2 separate regions of the Anser cygnoides genome follow, and region 2 is linked to region 1. Evidence: chromatin contacts called from public Hi-C data. All regions are on one chromosome and are shown on one strand. Each heading gives the region's core, a stretch centred on a gene start, on an enhancer-like site or on the middle of the called end of the contact. The rest is flanking DNA. Distances are from core to core; before and after follow the strand shown.

Region 1 (3,734 bases), core at 317-2,816:
ATCACAGCACCATTTGCAAGGATTCCCACAAGCTGTATTTCACCAACGGAATTGGATGCTTAATTTCAGGCACTTTTCCTGCTTCCACAGGTGGCTGCTGTTTGCAAATTCACAATCACAGCCCTAGAAAGGGTGATTGTGAAACAGTTCCTTGAGGAAAGCAGCCTGAAAGAACAGCCAGGCGGTGGGCAGGAAAGCCCACTGGGTTGTACAAACCACCAAATCTTTTAAATTCACATAACATCAGTGCTGTCTTTTTCACTTTTCCGGTGGAGACACGCACTCAGCAATACTGATGATTACAAGTCTCAGAATGGCTGAGGTGAGAAGGCACCTCCGTGTCCATCTGTCCGCATCTCCTGGCTCAAGCAGGGACACCCAGAGAAGAGCAGGGTACCCAGGACCATGTCCAGCAGCTCGTGAACAACTCAGGGAGGACAGTCGGCAGCACAGACGCGCTCCCTGATGTTCAGGGGGAGCCTCTGCCTGCCAGTCTGTGCCCATTGCCTCTTCTTGTCACCAGGCGCCACTGGGAAGAGCCTGGCTCTGCCTTGCTTGCACTTTCCCTTCAGGCGTTTACAGACATTGATAGGATAATGGAATGATGTGTAAGAATTATTATTTTTTCTGTAATGAGTTCAAATTCTGACATTTTGCCTGCAGAATAGATTAAAAGAGCTGCATTAATCAGAATAAAGAGATAACATGCATTAATTGACTGGCTGCCTCTTCATGCAGTGTTGGGGAGCTCGCGGTAAGATCTTATACACAGAATTACCTGGTAAGAGTTATTTCAGTGCAACTCTTCACGCGTTTCGTTACGTAAGCCAGTAGTTACAATTCAACCTGACAGGAGTACAGCATCACATCCAGAAAGTACACAGCTATAAAGTGATGGACTTTGCCTTGTGACCACACTCAAACCAAGCCGTTGACAAGGTGTTTGTTCAAGAAGTACAACTATAAGCAGGGCACACAAAGCAGATTAGTGCTTTCTTTAGCATAGCGCATAGCTATGCTGTTGAAGAAAAAACTTATCTGTGGAGAAGATAAGAATGCGTGTTGACCTAGAGTTCAGGCAGCAGAAGCACTGCAATTTAGGCACTCTTGACTCATTTACCAACTTCCCTGTAATCCCGGTTTATCGTTCCCTGGACTGGGTTAAACCGCCAAGGCGCGCCACACGCAATCTTTAACCCCCACGACGACGCTCCGAGTAACTCTTCGGCTCAGCCAGGCTGTGTATTCACGGCGGGACGCTGACGTGCGGCAGCGGGGGCTCGGAGCTGGCAAACACACGCAGAACCCCCTCAGGAGAACCACCGCGTGAGGGCTTTCGGGGCGAGGCGTCAGGGAACCCGCCTGTTAACTGGGCACTGGTGCCAACCGCGACGCTTTTCTAGTTAAAAAACAGACGTGGCGGGGGCAGCCAGCGCCGGCAGGAGCCGACAGGACGGCTGGCTGCAGGGGACAGCCTTCAGGGGCAGGAGGCGGCCCCGCGATCGCTGCCCCAGCTGAGGGGAGCTGAGGGGAGGCCCCGCCCCGCCCCGCCCCGCGCGCCACGGCCGTTGGGGAGCGCCGCGCGCTCCCCCCCCCCCCCCCGCGCTCCCGCCTCGCCGCCGCCCCGCGCGCCCCGGTTCCCGCGCCGCCAGCCCGCCAACCCCCAGCCTGGCCGCGGCGGGAGGGAGGAGGGAAGGAGGGCGCGCGCCGATTGGCCGGGCGGGCCGCGGTGCCGCGCGCCCATTGGCTGCCCCGCCCCGCCCCGCTGCGGCGGCTTCAGCGCCTTCGATTCAAATCGGCGGCGGGCGGGTGGGTGCCGGCCCCCGGTGCTCCGCGCAGGGGCGCTCCTGGCGCGGGCGCGGCGCCCGGTGTTTAAAGCGGCTCCCGCGAGGCCCCGCCCGCTGGCGGCGGCCAATGGGCGGGGCGGGGCCGGGCCGTTGGGCGGCGGGCGCGGGCCGGGCCCAGAGGCGGGAGGCGCCGGTGGGTCGCGGAGGGGGGGGCGCCGCCGCCGCCGCCTCACGGCCCTCTCCTCCCTCCCTCCTCCCTCCCTCCCGCCCCGCAGGCCGGAGCGTGGTCCCCCCGCGAGGATGCAGGCAGCCCGCGGCGCCGAGCCGGGCGCCGACGACAAGGTACGGGGCTGGGGGCGGCGGGGTGAGCGCGGGCAGGGCTCGGCCGGCCCCCGGGGGGCTGCGGGAGGCCGGGAGCCGCGGGGCTCGTCGCCTCACGGCGCTCCGCTCCCGTGGCGCAGGAGAACCGGCCCGCCGAGCCGCGCGGGGCCGTGCCGGGCACCCCGCTGAAGCAAGCGGCCGCCTCGCCGTCCGTGCTGGCGGAGATGCAGCCCGGCTGTCAGCCCCTGGCCACGCCCCCGAAGCCCAAGGAAAGCCTGCCCGCGGACCCCTGGACGCCGACCTCCAACCTCAAGATGCTGATCAGCGCCGCCAGCCCCGAGATCCGCAGCAGGGAGCAGAGGAAGGAGCTGTCAAACGCCGCGGGTGAGGTCCTGCAGCCCAAACGCTGCTCGCAGGTATGCTCTGAAGGTCTCCTCTCTACCTCTTTTTCTTTTCTTTAAAAAAAAAAAACTTAGCTGAAGGCTGTTTATTCAGTATTAAAACTTCCAAGCTAACGTACCGCAACTTTTCCTTTCCAGCTCTGATTTTGTAGCGTTTACAAATGTAACTGACAACATCACATTGTTACACACAACTGGCAAACTTCTTCTTCCACAGCTGTTGTGGACCAAGGGGGAACGTTGAGCTTTGACTGTGCCCACAACAAAGCTGTTAAATGTATATATTTACACGTTTGTTGTAAAAATGTTTCAAGTTCTCTTTTCTTATTTCTGGGTAGGAGCACTTATCGGGAGATGAATATGAAAAATCGCAACCAAGTCGCAAGGAGAAAAGCCTAGGATTACTGTGTCATAAATTCTTAGCTCGATATCCTGATTACCCCAGCACTGCAGAGAATACTTATATTTGCCTTGACGAAGTAGCTGAAGAGCTTAGTAAGTTGCTGTATATGCCATTATACGTCCTCATGCAAATGTGCCAATAAACCACCCTTCTGTGTTCAGTACTTTTTAGCTCCATAAAACTATAAATGCTTTCTGTATGCTCTCACGTTTACCTAAATGCAGCTTTAAAGTCTTCGTTCTTACCACGGTTCTTTTAAGAAGCTAAAGTTTGCTCAGTGAACTGAATTAAGAAACTCTGAATGATGTTTGAGATTAAACGTCTACATTACTGCAGATACCGCAAATAACCAGTTGCGTTTTTTTGAACCTAGAAACGATGGCTAAGATTCGTGGCTGATTTTTTTCTGTCAGGAGCTAGCATTTCTGAGGCTGAGCCCACAGTTTCCTGTCCAATCGTAACATCAAAGCAAGAAACTACTTTCTGCTATCTTGTATCACACCAATGATCTATTGAGAGTCCAAGTTGCTAGCAGCTGAAGCTTTTTTTCTGTAAGAGCTATGAGAATACAGTATCCTGCAGATTGGATGAACTGCAAATTCTATCGATACATTTTTGTACAAAATATCATCTGTTAGAAAACACCTGCTCAAAAATGATGATTGAATAGACAACAGAGAAAAGGCTAGTATGTTAACAGAATAGCATTGAAAGCAAGTTACAAAACAGTTGTTTACCGTGCGTTTCCAAGAGTAATTAACAAGGCAATCTGAAATTGATGCAGTGAATAATTAAAAATGCTTTTTTTTTTTAAAGCTGTAC
Region 2 (3,627 bases), core at 378-2,877, 150 kb after region 1:
GCCCCACTGTGTTTGCTCTTCTGCTGCCTTAAACACAGGCTCTAAATGCCTCGCTGTAAACAAGGATGAGTTTTCCCTGTGTTCTTTGTTTACAATGATCACTGGTCAAGGTTCTGACTCATAACACTAGTTCAGAGGGCAAAGAACTTGAAGATAATTCTACAGAAAAGCCCTCATGAGTGTTTCACCAGGTTTACTGGGGAATAGACTAGTAAATACACTTTCTACTTCTGAAAAATCTTCAGTATCACTTTTTAAAAACAGAAGTTTAACTGAAGTGCATGTTCAACAAATGCAAAGTCATCTCTTGAAAAACAGGATATGTAATAGCTGTTAGAAGTCACAGCTTATTTCTATTTTGGTCTTAAGGAGACTTCAATAGAAAGCTTTGTATCAACTACCAGTTATTTCCAAGATGAGACAGCATGGAATTCTCTGCTCTTTAACCAGCAGTTGGGAGGTTTCATGGCAAGACAATGGTGCTTGTGTGTCACTACTACCACCAACAGTTACATTTGGCTTGCAGCTGAGGTTCAACCCTCCACAGTAACCCAGAAAGAAGCTTTAACTGTACACTTAGGTGCCCCAACTTACTACAGTGTCACTACGAAGTCTCAAGTTACCTGCAAATCTAAGTCACCCGGATTGCTGCAGAGGTCAGAGCCGTGCCCATACCGAGTTACTCAACTCAGCTACGGCTAAAATCGGAGTCTCTTGCCAAGTACAAGAGGCACAGGGCCAAGAAACCCCTGGATTCCTAATTCATTTCAGAACTAGGAAGAACCGTGCCTGCGAGAGGAGAACGCCCGCGGGAGAGGCGCCAATCACTTCGTTAGGCAATCCCAGCCATCCAGCCCTGCCCCAAGGGCAGAGGCGCTCGGAGGCTGCTGAGCTGCGCTGATAACGAGGCCGCCCGGGGCGGCGAACAAAGAGCAGTTAACGTGTAACCGGCCCCCGCCCGAGATAAGCGCCTCACCTACGGAAAACCGGCGCAAATAAGCGGCTGTCGCCGTCCCCGGGCGGAGCAAGGAGGCTGCGCGGGGAGGGCCGCCCCTGCCTCCCCGGCGGGGCTGGGGCACCCCGCGGCTCTCACGCCCTCCCTGCCCCCTTCCTTTAGGGGAAAGCCTCCCCCGGGGGCGGCGGGATTTCTCCCTTTAGCTCGACCCCGCGAAGCCCTCGGCGAGGAGGAGGAGGAGGCGGCCCCGCCGCGAAGGCCCGCCTTCCCCCGAGGCTGGCCTCCTCGGGGAGGCCAAACCACAACACCCCGCACAGGCCCCACATCACCAGGGCCTAGAGACCCCCGAGCCCCCCCCCCAAACGCAGCCCCCACCCCCTCCCCCGAAAGCGGCCTTCCCCCCCTCACCATGCTGAGGTACACGTAGGACGCGTAGAGCTCCAGGTTGATCTGGCGGTTGACGGCCGCTTCGCAGTCCTGGTGGTAGTTCTGGCGCACCTGGGAGAGAGGGGTAGCCATCGCGCTGCCGTGAGAGGAGAGGCTGCGGTGTCGGTGTGCGGCTGGTGGTGGTAGTGAGGCGGCGGGCCCGAGCGCGGCCGGTTCCGTCCAAGCACTGTTGACGCAGGAACCCGCTCCGCTCCGCCTCGCCGACGCACTCTGGGCCGGCTCCCTTCGACGCCGTGCCTTTTATAGCGTCGCCGGCGTCACCGCGCGCATGCGCGCCGGCGTGGCGGGAAACGGGGGGGGGGGCGAGGGGGCGGGGACTGGCGGCGCTGCCCGCCGCGCTTCTGCTGGCCCAGCGTGACTCAGCACCTCCCCCGCGGCGCGTGACCGGCGGCCACGCCCCTTACCCTGGCCACGCCCCCTCCTCCTCCCGGGCCCCCTCCCCTCGCTGTCCCCCCCCCCGCCCGCCCCAGTGCTCGGGGCCGGGCCCAGCTGGGGCGGTTTGGGCCTGAATCCTAGAGTCATTAATGTTGGAAAAGGCCCCCGAAATGACCTGGTCCAACCGTCCCCTACCACCGATGTCACCCACTGACCCGTGTCCCTCAGCACCACGTCCAACCTTCCCTTGAACACCCCCAGGGACGGTGACTCCACCACCTCCCTGGGCAACCCGTCCCAATACCTAACCCCTCGCTTTGAGAAGAAATGTCCCCTAATTTCCACCTTGGAGCAACTTGAAGCCATTCCCTCTAGTCCTATTGCTAGCTACCTGCAAGAAGAGGCTGACCCCAGCTCTCCACACCTTCCCTTCAGGGAGTTGTAGAGAGTGGAAGGAGACCCTGGGGGTAAAGGAGGCCCTGAGAGTAAAGGATTCCCTGAGGATGAAGCAGGTCCTGGGGATGAAGCAGGTCCTGGGGATGAAGGAGGCCCATGGGATGAAGGAGGCCCGTGGGATGAAGGAGGCCCTGCCATGGATGAAGCAGGCCCTGCCATCCTGCCCCCACAGGAGCACAGCCATTTGTGCCTACGCCCCGTAGCCCTGACAATAAAACACACTTGTTTGTCCCCAGAAAACAGCATGCAGCTTTGTAACTTCAACAGGAACGGCTTGAGCTGCTTAGGACAGCGTCAGGAGGAAGAAATCTGTGCCATAGTAGATACTTTCTTCCCGCTTTCGTGTACTCTCCTGGAGCAGAACATCAAGTTCTAGCTCTGGCTTTCTGCACCAGCAAACATCGGTGACTCAGAGACGAGGCCCAGTAAGCTTTCAGACTTCCTCCTTTCAGTGACCAGGCCCAGCTTCGGATAGATACCACCACAAAAATGCAGTGAAGAAATGCAAGTAACCATTAAATAAGGGCCAAAATCCTTGGTTAATCTGGTGAGCCAACCCAAGAAGAAAGAACACAGCTGAGGGGCACCATCTTTCCTCGGAGCTGCTACAAGATAGGGACAGGCACATGCAACAATCACTGCTGGTGTTTGCGTGTGACCTTGGGAAAGAAACTCACTGTGCGTTAGCACGATTGTCCAGTGATGACTAAAGGCACCGCAAACAAGAAAGACGGCGAGAAACCAAACATTTCCTGCCCTCTGATGTTCGATTTACTCGATGGTGAGATTTAGGACAGGGGCCCGTAAGCATTTCAAGCATAATGCCAAATAATAAAGAGGTAATTGAGAAATCAAAGGTCAAACGGAACAAGCTGAGCCTTCTGATATCGGGACGGTTATTTCAGCTGCTTTTGTTACTACAGTCATTCAGTTTGGTCGTTTATTTTCAACAAATATTGGATTCTTTTACTTTCTGGTTTCTGATCTTTCAAGCAGATTGTAAACACAACTTTGAAGGCTTAGAAATGTCCTATGAGATCATCCCTTAACATCGGGCTCCCAAAATCTTGGCTTTTGTTCAGGAAAACAGAAAATGTTGAAATTAGTCAGAAATATTACAAGTACTGGAACATGGATTACTGAGCCTGCAAACTCTGCTTAAGTTAATTTTTCCTCTAACTTGTCCTTTCAACAAAGTTTCATTTGGTCTTTGAACTTCCTTGTTCTGAAGGCAATGTCTGATTTCCCACGTGTGACTGCTTTCGGGTCGGTCTGCATCAGCACAACAGCACTTTCAGCAGCGTACTGAGTGTCTTAAAGAAACAGCCAACGTCTTCCTTTGACTTAAAGTTTTCTCTTGATTCTGTCAGTTAACCATCAGAAGTAATTAAGAT

The links. Hi-C and Micro-C count contacts between places; a contact is called where the count stands out from the background.
Region 2: a contact with region 1 is called in a Hi-C map of liver, with 3 times the contacts expected there. The contact joins the promoter of FTH1 here to the promoter of E2F8 in region 1. A contact is called at or near these places in 2 of 7 Hi-C or Micro-C datasets (both in liver).

What each region holds. Positions count from the first base shown.
Region 1 is chr5:12,260,638-12,264,371 of Taihu_goose_T2T_genome, forward strand. It overlaps E2F8 (E2F transcription factor 8), which reads left to right and starts at 1,567. Exons shown (of 13, transcript XM_048050034.2): 1 at 1,567-2,129; 2 at 2,249-2,524; 3 at 2,848-3,004. The coding sequence starts at 2,088.
Region 2 is chr5:12,408,752-12,412,378 of Taihu_goose_T2T_genome, forward strand. It overlaps FTH1 (ferritin heavy chain 1), which reads right to left and starts at 1,628. Exons shown (of 4, transcript XM_066997196.1): 1 at 1,364-1,628. The coding sequence starts at 1,474.